Linked DNA regions of Oryctolagus cuniculus: region 1 is linked to region 2. Evidence: chromatin contacts called from public Micro-C data. All regions are on one chromosome and are shown on one strand. The core of a region is the stretch at or near the end of the contact, and the rest is flanking DNA. Distances in the headings are between cores, read along the strand shown.

Region 1 (6,589 bases), core at 836-3,335, 410 kb before region 2:
CAGCCACAAGGAACTGCCATCCCTGCACCCCAGCCACCGCCCCGGACCGGCTGCCGCGAGACCCCGCTGGCAGGGAACCCTCACCTCCAACCCATGTAACCTCCTTACCGCCGCCAGCTCGACTACCTACCTGCCTCCCCCGTCCCGCTCCGCAGGCCCGAGACGAGCCCCTCGCCCGGCAAAAACCCCCTCACCGCCCGGCCCCTGTAACTCGGGCACCGCTGCCGGCCGGGTCGCCGCCAGCCCCTCGCCCCAGGTCCGCGAATCCAGCCCGGACACCCTCACCTCCACCTCACCCTAGGCCTCACCCTGCCGTGCCTGCTCCCCACCTGCGGTCAGCTGACTCAGACCAGCAGGCTCGCGTCTTGGGAGACGCACAGCGTCCTACTAAGGTTCTTAGCGGTTCCCAGAGGTGGCCGCGGCCTCCTGGCGCGCGAACACTGTCACAGTCAAGCCGGCCGGGACTCCGCCTCTCAAGCTGGGCCCTCTGCCCGCCTCTCGCCAACGGCCAGGCGCAGCCCCGCCTCCGGAGCGGCCGCTTAAGAGGACCGCGCGACCGAGGGCGCCCCCTGCCTTCCCGGAGGACGCACAGCCACCCACCTGCGCCCAGGGTTTTGTTAAACCTTGGGAGTCGCTTCCCAGGTTGAATTAATTCCTGCTTTCCAACCCACCACTCCGCGGTCGATCCGAGGACAGCCTGAGTCTGAGGTCCGGGAAGGTAGAGGCAGTAAGAAGAATACCAATGGCACACTCTCCTAAGCCAGGAGTCTGGTCAGCGCAAGTCCCGGGCTTTCAATACCATTTTCAACGTGTAATTCAATTCACACCAATACTAAGTAATCAAATGCTCCCACTGAAAAAGATTTTTTGACTTCGCAAGAAACTAAGAATGCTAATGTCTCCTAGGGGCCCTAATTTATCCTTACTTTGCAAGTCGACTTTAAAGGCAAATTTTAAGCTGAAAATGTCAAAACCGCAGACTGTGGTGTGGATTCCATAACCCTAATTTTCTATTTGTTCTATCGATCTGCCACGCACCCTACTAGGAGTGGAGGATTCAAGGCAGTGCGAGGTATCCTGAACTCTGAAAAAAAGAAACCTCCATGTAAACCGATACTCGTACATAATTACAACACAATGCGAGTTAAGAAGTACCTGTCTTACAGACTTGGAGACACCGTGGAAGAAATGGTCCTGGAGAGTGAAGACAGACCTCAGAACTGTGCTTTCAGATTAATATGAGCTCGCAGGCAGAAAAGCCAGGGAAGCGCGTGTTAATCAAGCAACGCTGACCACATCCGAGTACTGTTGTGCTAAGTCCAAGTGTGGGGAATGGCACTACTGGAAAGAAAGGTTTCAAGGGGGAACTGAAGAGAGATGGAACTGGAGAGGTGCGTAGGGACTAGGTTATGAAGAGCTGCGATGTTTTCTTTTTTTCCAGCAAAAAGATCTTTATCCCTAACACCCAGGTGTTAGAAATAAAACAAAGAGCACAGAACTGGTCCCTGCGTCTTTAAACGCAGAATCTAGTGCGGACGGAGAAGAGAGGGAAAAACACGTAAACCAAACACAGGAAACAAACATAGTATCAACGGGAGGCAACAAAAAGGTTGCTGAGATTAACTCCGTCCAGGCTATTAAGCGCTGCAGACTTAACTCATGAGAACTGAGTATTGGACATTTGCATCACTAACAGCTCATAATAAATGTAGGGACATGAAACGTCTACGTCACAGGATAAAACCGTAACAATTCACTCGCTTTTGCCGCCTCCCGCGAGCGCTAGAAAACGCCCACCTGAAATCCACGAGCCCGCAGTTCTACGCATGTGTACTGGGTCACTTGGAAGCAAAACAGGATGCCATATTTATCTTCCTCGCAGCCAAAATCCAGTACTTACATTTAAATTTCTCCAGACATCCTTTTTATTTTTTTCCTAGTCTTTCAAGAAACTTTCCATCTAAGACAGCTACACCCACACGAAAACACTTTCCTCTGCCCAACTTGCAGCTCCGCCCACATTTAATATGGCGGAAAATGCGCCTGCGCAGTACTAACTAAGAGGCCACGGCAGTTTCTGGCATAACGTTAACGTGCCCTTCTTCCGTTGTGAAAGGCTATACCATTCCCATGGCAAATGATTGTGTTTGCCCTATTTCATAGATACAGTTTTCCAAGACGATATGTTCTCATTTAACCCACATTAATATTCCCCTTGCCACAGCTGTTACACTAACTACCGATTTATCGTCGCTTCTCCTAACAGCCCCCTCCATCCCCGAATGGTCCGTACCAACTTCACCTCCGGTTCTAGGTGTCATGGCTGCCTCGAGAGTCTAGGAAGAGTTTGCACCTGTGGTGGGAAGGGTCCAAAACCCACACCCAGGGAGCTAGAAAAGTAAAGTTGCGTCTCGGCCGTAGAAGCGAAAGCTTCTCTGATTCCTCGGCGATGGCGGCGTCCGGGAGCGGTATGGCCCAGAAAACCTGGGAATTGGCCAACAACATGCAGGAAGCCCAGAGCATCGATGAAATCTACAAATACGACAAAAAACAGCAGCAAGAAATCCTGGCGGCGAAGCCCTGGACTAAGGAGTGAGGAGGTCCCTGGAGACTCGCAGGGGAGGGACGGGGTGGTTAGAGTTTGAGAGACCCGAGGGTGGGGGAGTGGGAATTGGAGTGGGTGGACGGCTTGGCTTTTCATGGTCCAGGAGAGATTATGCACCTGAAACAGAATTTGATCTACCTTCATCCCCGCACGTGTAGTGTATGCTCCTCCGCTGCGGCCTGCTTTGCCCGTTCTGTCTGTTAACTCTTTTGCCTCTGGAGGATGTAAGGGATGAACAGCAAGCAGAGATTTAGGTTATCACTTTTCAACATCCTGATTATTATATCTGCCAGTATCTGCTTTGAACCCTGTGTGGACTACACCTTGTTGGGGCCTTCAGCTGGTCCCTGACGGGAACCGCAGCTCTTTTCAGAAATTGAGTCAGCAGCTCACCTGTCTTGCAGATAGCTGTGAGCCATCTTTTTAGAGATCTGTAGTAGTTCTTTGATTGCTGGTAATTATTTCAGAGGCACAGTCAGCCTCTAACCAATTTCTAAAATATTACTCCACCAGTGTCACCTAAGTCTGAGATTAAAAAATAGACCTTAAGGCTCTTACCCCTTAGCAAAATTCATGCATCCCTGGGAGTGATGACAAGTCAAGGATTATTAATCCATAACATTTATCCTTTACCAAAAGAAGACTTTTGTTGGGGAAAGAGTAAAAAGAGAGTAAAAGAAAACTGTTTAATAGATACAAAGGAGAGCTGTGGCAAGCCCAGGACATACTTCCTGCCACACCGTCTTTTACAAGCCTAGCTTTAACTGTCAGTTAGGTGCAGCAGTGTTTACTGATAACTCAACATGGGCCAAACACTGAGTTAGGGATCTGCATTTGTCATTTTAATCATCATGACAACCCAGTACTGTACTTTCATTCGTTTTTTCAAGTAAGGAAACAAGCAAATACCTCATGATCACATTGAGGCAATGTAATAGGAGCACAATAACAGTTATCTTTTTTCTTTTCCCGTTAGAACACAATTTTAATTTGTATCTTAACTTCCAACACCAAGCCTCTGTGTTTTTCAGCTTGTGAAATCTGGCAAAGGTTGGGAATTAAGTTTCTGTGCTTTTCTCTGGGCAAACATTTAGCTCAGAAACACCAACTAACCACTCTGTACAGCGTACAGGCTGGTTAGGTTGCCTGGTTGTCGACTTCTATAGCAGCTGTACATTTTAGGTTGACCTCCTCTGTTAGATATTTGGAAGCCATCACTTTGTTACACTGTCTCACAGTAGTTCTAATTATATCCCTCCTAGCTGTCTTGGGCTGCATCAGTCAGACCAAAATATAGTTTTACTTAAAAGTTGACTCACAGCCACCACTGACAAATTCAAGAACAGTGATCATGGGACAGCTAAGGATATTAGAGACACTTTTTAATTTTGAGGCTGATATTACAGAGGAAAGCCACATCTTTCAAAATATTGTTGTTTCAGAGTACTGAGAATACTGTAACAGAAATTAATAATGCTAAAAACAGATAGCATTATTAAGGTTTTACTTTGGATCAGACACTAAAGCTAGGCACTTTATTATTTCATTCATTTTATTTCATCCTAATGACTCTGAACTAGTCCCGCTTACCCTAAGCAATGTAATGTGAGACACGCAGACATTAAGAGGTTGTCCTAATGTCACAGCTAAGGAATGGCAGTGCAAGAGTCAAACATAGGCAGATAGATGTCAGAGCCCACATTCTTTTAACCATTAGACCAAAAGGTTAGGCCTAAGAATAGTTAAACACAGCCATCCATCCAGTATTAGAATCAGATATTTGATCATTGCAAATCAACAGAGGAAAAGTCTCTTGAACTCATTGCTACTTCCACATTTGAATAGCATGTTAAAAGAGAGAGAGGACTGTTTCAGACCCTTCCTTTCCCCAGGGGGGAATATTTTGCAGGAGTATGACATGTTTGTTATTTCCATACCCATGCAGGTCATCTGTCCTTTACTACTACTTCCCACATTCTACACAGCCCTTATATCAATTTAAATTCTCTCAGTAACTTATTTTAAAAAAAAAAGTCTTTGGATATTTTATTTCAAATAAGAAATATAATTACATTGTGATTTTATTTTGTAGTCATCATTACTTTAAGTACTGCAAAATCTCAGCATTGGCTCTACTGAAAATGGTGATGCATGCCAGATCAGGAGGCAACTTGGAGGTGATGGGCTTGATGCTAGGAAAGGTGGACGGTGAAACCATGATCATTATGGACAGTTTTGCTTTGCCTGTAGAGGGCACTGAAACCCGAGTAAATGCTCAAGCTGCAGCATATGAGTACATGGCTGCATACATAGAAAACGCCAAACAGGTAAAAATCTTGTTTATTAAACTGTGGTAACAAAAAAAAATCTTGTTTATTAAACTGTGTTAGAGTCTCAAGGTAACTTTTGAGATTCTGAAGTTAAGGCTATCCTCTCAAGGTTAAATTTTCTATTTTAAATTGGATATGTGTGTAAAATATATGGGATCATAAGCCTTGTAAGACCATGGGCTTTTTAATTTCCCAAGGTTCACACTCATTATCAGATTTGTGCTTAAAATGAGAAGTTTGGGAACAAGCTAAGTGTTTCTGAGTATAAAACCAGTTAAATAAATTATGGTACAGTCATTAGAGGACTGCCAGGCAGCTGTTAAAAAATAAAAGATAGCTACCTATATATATTTACTTATCTGGAGCATGATCCAGAATAGTTTATTGAATGAAAAAGCAAAGTGTAAAACACTGTGCGTTGTACTAGTGTGTGTGTGTGTGTGTGTGTGTGTCCACCTACATGTATTTTAAGAACATCTGTTAGGTAGGTAAGTAACTGGTTGTCACTATAGCTTCTGGGCTGAGAAACTGGATAGCTGCAGGGGAAAAAATGGGAAGAAGATGGAATACTTTTCCATGGTTTCTACATGCATTTTTAAAACCTTTTATTAAACTTTATTAAATAGTGTATGCTATTAACTCCTGTGCATGCTGTTAGTTTACCATAATGCTATGGAAACAGACTAATGACAACAGGAACCTCAAACTCTACCACCCTCTTCATTTGCAGGTCGGCCGCCTTGAAAATGCAATTGGCTGGTATCATAGCCACCCAGGCTATGGCTGCTGGCTTTCTGGGATCGATGTTAGTACTCAGATGCTCAATCAGCAGTTTCAGGAACCATTTGTAGCAGTGGTAGTAAGTATCTTCACAACCAGTTTTAATCATAAGTTCTCCATGAAAATTTACTAAAGCAAGTATACTGAGAACTAAAAACAGTGTGATAAAGAGCAAAGATCTGTTTTCACTCTGCCTCAATTTAAATCTAAATTCCGCCTCTTTTAAGCCAGAACATTGAGCAACTTACTAACCTCTCTGCATCTTACTCCTGGCTTCCCTTTATAAAATGAAGGTAATCCTAGCACTGTCTCTCAGGGCATTCAGTCTGTGTTGACTAAAGTGAGTAAGTAGGAATTGCTAAAGTGGCTGTTGGGACATTAAAGTATTTTAGATGCTATCCAGGTTTCAATGAGGAAGGTAGAGAGTATTCATCTATTAAAGGGAAAAAAAGAAAACATTTTAAAAAGATGAGCCAATCCTCAAAGAATATTCTTAAAAATATAATAACAAAGTCTAATCTCTAAATTTAAGCTGTGAGACAAATTTGCATGTAACCATTCTATTGAACATGGTGGCATTTTGGCTTGGCAATTTTTTGTAAGTATTACTTGGTTATCATTGTGTGTGTGTGTGGCGTTATATGGGGGTACTTCAAAAAGAGTTTATAAGGTCCGGTGCTGTGGCATAGCGGGTATCCCATATGGGATATGCCATATGTGGCACATATGTGGCAGTGCTGGCATCCTATATGAGCACTGGTTTGGGTCCTGGCTGCTGCATTTCTGATCCATCTCTCTGCTAGGGCCTGGGAAAGCAGTATAGGATGGCCCAAATCCTTGGGCCCTTGCAACCACGTGGGAGACCTGGAAGAAG
Region 2 (6,497 bases), core at 376-2,875:
CTGTAGCCTAAAATATAGCAGAATCTCAGCTTCCTGTCAGAATATATATGAAGTATGACCCAGGAAAAAATAGGAAATGTCTGATTCCAAGTGACTTTCGAAATCTAGTGAAACTTGGAAACTAATTTCCAATCTATTTTTTTTTAAGTTATTTTTTTGAAAGGCAGAGTTAGAGAGAGGCAGAGGCAGAGGCAGAAAAAGCCAGAGAGGTCTTCCATCTGCTGGTTCACTCTCCAAATGGCCCCAACGGGAGCTGGCCTGATAGGAAGCCAGGAGCCAGGAGCTTCTTCTGGGTCTCCCACACGGGTGCAGAGGCCCAAGGACCTGGGCCAACTTCTACTGCCTTCCCAGGCCATAGCAGGGAGCCGGATTGGAAATGGAGCAGCTGGGACTCCAACTGGCGCCCATATGGGATGCCAGCACTGCAGGCAGAGTCTTTAATCGCTAAGCCCCAGCACTGGCCCTCAAATCTTTTTTTTTTTTTTTTTAAAGTGGACCAGCAATTCAGCATGATTTGGAATAAAAAGCTGCTTAACCTTCCCATAATCTATACCTTGAGAAAAAGGAACTCTAAAAACGCAAATGTATTTAAGTTTTGACAGTAGTGCTTGTAACCACCTCTTAATTCAGATTTGCACCTGCATTTCTGATTTGCAAAAGATGATGCGTAGAATTTCAAAATAGCAAATGTCAGTTTGGTACAATATTAACACGCGGTTCAGTGCTCTATCCAGTAGAGCATGCTGTCTTGCAAATTTGAATCCTTAACCGTGTCTAATCGTTAGTGCAGTTAACCTACTTTCCTGCTAGGCGAACTGCGCAGTTCCTAGTTACTAGACTTGGAGCCTCTAGTGGCTCCAACTGCTGGAAGCTCCCGCGGTGCGGTACCGCACGTCCCACCCCCGCTTCTCCTGTGAGGGCGGAAGGTCAACGTCTCGGGCTGTCCATCGTACTTATTCATCTGGACCAAGTTCCCAGACCACCTCTGTTCTGTCTTCTCGCATTATTCTCCCGGACCAAGCTCCCCCACCCCGCACATCAGTTCTATCCCTTAAGGTGGGGCGCTGCATTAAGTACTTTGAGAACGTAATGCACACACGCATCATTTCCTTTTACCGCTGTACACACGTCTCCGCCTAAAATCTTTTCCACTTGTCACACTTCTGTTCCTTCTTGAGGAAAAATGAGGTGATATTCAGTTCCCTGCCACAGAATCTTCGCCACTCTCCTAGCTAGGATGTCTTCTGGGTAAAAATAGCTCCCGTTTTTGCTTAAAAAAATAACCGCCGCGAAAATGTTATGATTAAATTTGTGTCACATCCGACGACCGCGCCTAATTACGAAGGCGGGATACATCCAAACAGCCAGGACCTACTGCCCAGAAAGGCTGCAGAGACGTTCTTCGGCCAGGCGGCAGGACCGCCCTTCCCCAGGGACACCATCCGCTCACCCGGGGAAATTGAGGGCGGCGGCTTCTGCGGCCGCCGCTTCCGGATCCGCCCCTCAAGCTCAGGAACTCGGCTTCCCTGCAGGCCGCGCGCGGCCAGGGCGCTCCGCCCCCTCGCGGTGCGGCTCTCCGCGCGCTCCGGGTCCCGGCACAGCTCGGCCCGCGAGCCCCGCCTACGGCCCCACCCCCTAGTTCCCCGCTCCTTCGCCGTCTCCCGCGAGTTCCAGTCCTGGCTTCCAGCTCCCCAGCCCCGCCCTCAGCAGCGCGCGCTCTCCCCGCCCCGCCCTGGCCCCCCGCGTGCGGGCGCCACAGCCAATAAGGTTCCGGGCCGCGTGCGCAGATTCAAACGGCGGCTCTTGAGGGAGGCTGGGCGCGAGATTCGGCGGTGCGGACAAAACCCTGCAGGAGGCTGCGAGCCCTGCACAGCTGCTCGCTGCGGGGAGAGGGCGGGGGTCGGCGCCCGCGGCGGAGCTGCGCTGGGACCTCAGCCGGGAGGCTCAGAGGCGGCCGAAGAAGCTGGCGAGGGGCGGGAGCGTGCCTCCTGACATGTTGGGGGCATCCCTGACCGGGCCGGGCCGGGGCTAGGACACAGCGCTGCGGGCCGGGGGCGGGTCGCGGTCCGCCCCTCAGTCCCTCCGTCCTGCCCTGCCTGGGACTTGGCGTTCCGCTCTCGGCCGCCTCTGGGAGGGAGCGAGGGAAGCCGCTGGGAGAGTCGGGGAGAAGGAGCATTCGCCTGAGGCTGGAGGAGGCTGACTTGCGTCCCCGCCCAGCCCGCGCCTATGCGGTACTTGAAGGATGGCGAAGAGGTCGCGCAGGTGGGTGACATCCCTTTCACCCGGGCCTGTCAGCGCCAACTCTGGCCGGGGTCTCGTTCGTTTCCCGCTGCCCCCCGCACCCAGCTCTCCCCCAGGCAGGGCAGAGGGTTTCCAAGTCGCTGCCCTACAGCCTCTCGGCCCCACGGGGTCGAGCGCAGGGCAGAGTGGGGGACCAGTGTGTGTGACGGCGTCCCCACGGCGCACGTCCCACCTCTCAGCCCTCCCAGCCACTCTTGGAGGGAGGTTTCTTGCCAGGTAAGTGTGTGCGCTTTGAGGGAAGATGCTACCCGGATACAAGTGATCGTGCCCATCCTGGATGCCTCGAAACGGAGTTTAGAGTTCGCTTCCGATCGACTGCACTGTCGAAATAGGAGCTCCCCGACAAACCTGGGCGGCAGCCCCTCTGCCAACTCTGCTCTCTTGAAAGGTTATGGAAAATCCCCTTTTGGGTAGCTGAGGAGGACCTTTGTGTGATGCTTTCTCTAATTACAATGCCCATGTTCATGTATATGTATTTTACATCTTCTGGGAAGATAACACACCGTGGCTACCACCAGCTTGCTCTTAAAACACTGTTTGAGTCACTTGACATTTTGGGCGTCCTTCGTTAACTCTGTATCTAAGTGTGGCACAGAGGTGTTGCACATATTTTGTTGGAAAATGTGTAGAATGAATCATTTTTTTGTGTGTCGCTACAGTAGCTACTCATCAATTATGTGGAGTAATCGCTTCGATGACGAAAATCTGGGATGTGTTTTAAATCTTCAGTAGTATTAAATAAACCTGAAAAGATGTTGGGCAGAATTTCCAAAAGTTTTTTTTGATTTAGATCCACAGCTTCAAAGTCTGAACTAGAGGCGTATTTCCCAAGTTGAAATTTAGTACTGGGAGTACTACATTGCAGACCTCGGTTAAAAATTGGCAATATCTACATATAATATCCTATGTTTATTTTGGTTATTAAGCGTCAGTTGTGTAAGAGGCTTCTCCGGGAATCAGGCTAAAATATAGCTTATTTTATAGCAACTGTATTATGGACAAACCATGGAGGTGGAACAAATGTATACACTTGCATATTCCCTTTCTTCAAAAGAGTTCAACTGAAGCACTGTGGGCATTTTGGATTAGATAATACTTTGGTGGAGGGGTGATGTTGCCAGGTGTCTTTTGGGTGGGCAGTATCACCTAGATGAGAACCTAGAACCTCAAGAACCCAAGTAACTTCAGAAAAATAGTTATTAAAAGCTCGTGTAATCAAGATTGCTGAAGTACTGGCTTAGGGGTTTCTTATGAAATTCTAAGTATAAATAATTGAAAAATAACTTTATGAAGCAAAATGACAAGTGTATGTCAACTTAATAAGTTATTATGTGTAAAATGTAGCATTTTTACTTACAAGTTTAATCTTACTTGAAACAGTTTCTAGGTTAATTCTGTCATCAGCATTTAGGTGGGGTTAGACCTTGATGTTTGAATGTCAATCCTCCATTGGCTTTCTTTCTGTTAATTTTTAAGTTATATATGTTTCACAGTAATAGATTGAGAAAGGAGAAATAATTTAATGATAAGTTTGCTTGTATAAATTATTTTCTTTCATTGAGCTTGAGATCTAAACATTATTTGTACTGGTGACTTATAATCCTTGTCAGCTGTTTAAGTTAATTGGAATGTATTATAGAGTTATTTAAAGAGTCCTAAGTCTAGAATAACTAAATGTGGTGGAGTGAAGCTTCACTCCAAGTGGGTGCGTACATGTAGTGGATGTAAGGGAGAAATTATCAGACCTGAATGATGTTAATTCTTAGGGTCTTCGTATTTCATACTTCATGCTTGAATGAATCTCATCCTATAGATTATAATCTATATAATCTATATAAATATGACTGTGTCTTAGAATAGAATGTGAAATATTTTGAGGGGGAAATAATTATTCATTGGGCAAAGTCTCTTGCGTTTTGGCTAAAGATCAATATGTATGAGCCCAATTAATAGTTGAAAGAGAAAGGAAATAACTCAGAAACTTCAGGTTGTATTTTGAGATCTCCACTATACAACCATTTAAATATTTGAGTGAAAACTGTACTTTGCTATAAGTTTTGCATAAAGAGTATAGGCATAAATCCTGTAAAATACTTTTTCTGTGATCTGAAAAAAAAACACATAAGAGTAGAAAACTGTTACTTGAAGTGTGAAACAGCTGAAGGATGTTGCCCCTTTTGATCTTTGTTTGAGATAGCTATAATATAGCTCAACCAGATTTACATAAAGGAAAAGGTTCATTTGGTATTGAGAACTTAAATAGTTTCAGATCCCATTGGGGATTTTAATGACTTGATTTACAGGTAGGACTAAAACTGGGCTGTTATTAAAATATATCTGATTTTTAAGCATATTAATGAATAATTTTAGTTTTAAAAATTCAGTTCTATCCTTAAACATAAACTTTAAATAGATCATTTAGAAGCTAGAAAGTTTTAAAACTTGTAGCAGGTTAAAGTGTTTACTTGAGATGAACTATGACTAAACTAAAATGATAAAAGCTAGAGTGTGTGTGTGTGTGTGTGTGTGTCATTGTGTAGAAAGCAGTTTTGCTATACTGTTTCCGGCAAAATGGATAGGAGTAAAAGTATACCAAAGTAAAAGAACTAATTTTTAAATCAGCTTTATCACTGAGTGGCGGTATGTTTTGGAAAACAGGTAAACCCTGCTCCAGTTTTTTACCTCTTAATATAAGGAGTTTGGACTTTATGGACTGCAGGATAGTTTCTTTCATTAATGTATATCCTGTTTTGAAGAGCTTTTATAATTTTTCTCATTTAGAAATATACATGTTATTGGAATCATAGAAATGTCCTCACATTTTGCTTATAGATTGCTAGGTAGAATTAAATCCAGTATTTATTTCAATATTGCTATTAATAATGGTCAAAGATTATGTGATGACAATTTAGTGTTACTGTAATAATGTTTTCATAGTCCAGATTTGGAAATAAAATATTCACTATGCAGTACCTCATATTAACCACTGGGTGGCCTGATTTCACTTTATTTAATCAAGCTGGGCGCTGTTTGTACCTTGACTGTGACCGATTTAAAAAATTAAATATAGTTACCTTGTCCTTAATAAATATAATAAAGATGTAATTTTTGATTATGACAAAGATTCAGACTTAAGGCAGTTTGTGATTTAAAAATATGAGCAAGTTAAAGTAATTTCACTAGAGCAAATATTATAGAACCAACTGATATTTCTGTAATTTCAAGCCAGCAGTTCCCTTTCAACTAAAAACAGATTTTTTAAAATATTGTATTTATTTATTTGGGAGGTAGAGTTACAGACAGAGAGAGGGAGAGGCAGAGAGAAAGGTCTTCCATCTGCTAGTTCACTCCCCAAATGGCCACAATGGCCAGAGCTGGGCTGATCAGGAGCCAGGAGCTTCTTCTGGGTCTCCCACGTGGGTGCAGGGGCCCAAACACTTGAGTCATCTTTTACTGCTTTCCCAGGCCATAGCAGAGAGCTGGATGGGAAGAGGAGCAGTTGGGACTTGAACTGGTGCCCATATGAGATGCTGGCAACCACAGGTAGAGGCTTAGCTTGCTACGCCACAGTGCCAACCCTGTTAAAAGATTTAAAAATTTAAAATTTTCCTTTGGCTACCTCATTTTACTGTTTTTAGGCAGAATAATTGTCCTCTGAAACAGAATTTCTCCTAAATGTTTTATCTTAGTATCAAGTGTGAATAGTTTTGTTTGTTATTTCTTGGGCAGAGTCATAACTATCACATCTTGATAGTTTATATCCCAATGCAGAGTTACTTTTAACAATTTTCTTGGCCTAATCTTTTTATGTATGTTTGTGCTTATTTTTGGTGTGTCATTCTCTTCAACCACTTTGTTCATTCATAATCTACAACACTGTATCCATTTGATTATAGTGATTAGTTATATATTAGGCATTTATAGAATAAATAGTTTCTTTGGTTTACAATAGAAAACTGGCAGAGTAGTTCTGGAAACAAGTACTCAACTGGACAAAGACCAAATTCCTGTTTGGAGAAATTGTTTCACCTTCTTTTGCTGTCCTGTAGATTAGTCACACTATTCTAGGTATGGATCATTTATGTAACTGCATTAAATACATTTTGTTGAGTTATTACGTATTAATACTGTTGATTCCTACAAATACAGAGATGCTAAAAGACAATATAACAGGAGAAAAATAGAGCTGATCTGTT

Evidence for each region. A called contact is a pair of places that touch in the nucleus more often than the background predicts.
Region 1: a contact with region 2 is called in a Micro-C map of ear pinna, with 6 times the contacts expected there. The contact joins the promoter of COPS5 here to the promoter of MYBL1 in region 2. A contact is called at or near these places in 2 of 6 Hi-C or Micro-C datasets (ear pinna and an unstated tissue).

Annotation. Positions count from the first base shown.
Region 1 is chr6:92,679,788-92,686,376 of mOryCun1.1, reverse strand. COPS5 (COP9 signalosome subunit 5) reads left to right here and starts at 2,085. Exons shown (of 8, transcript XM_008255620.4): 1 at 2,085-2,600; 2 at 4,698-4,932; 3 at 5,666-5,794. The coding sequence starts at 4,747. It overlaps CSPP1 (centrosome and spindle pole associated protein 1), which reads right to left and starts at 2,039. Exons shown (of 25, transcript XM_070075132.1): 1 at 1,901-2,039.
Region 2 is chr6:92,270,607-92,277,103 of mOryCun1.1, reverse strand. MYBL1 (MYB proto-oncogene like 1) reads left to right here and starts at 1,625. Exons shown (of 16, transcript XM_051844529.2): 1 at 1,625-2,262. The coding sequence starts at 2,243.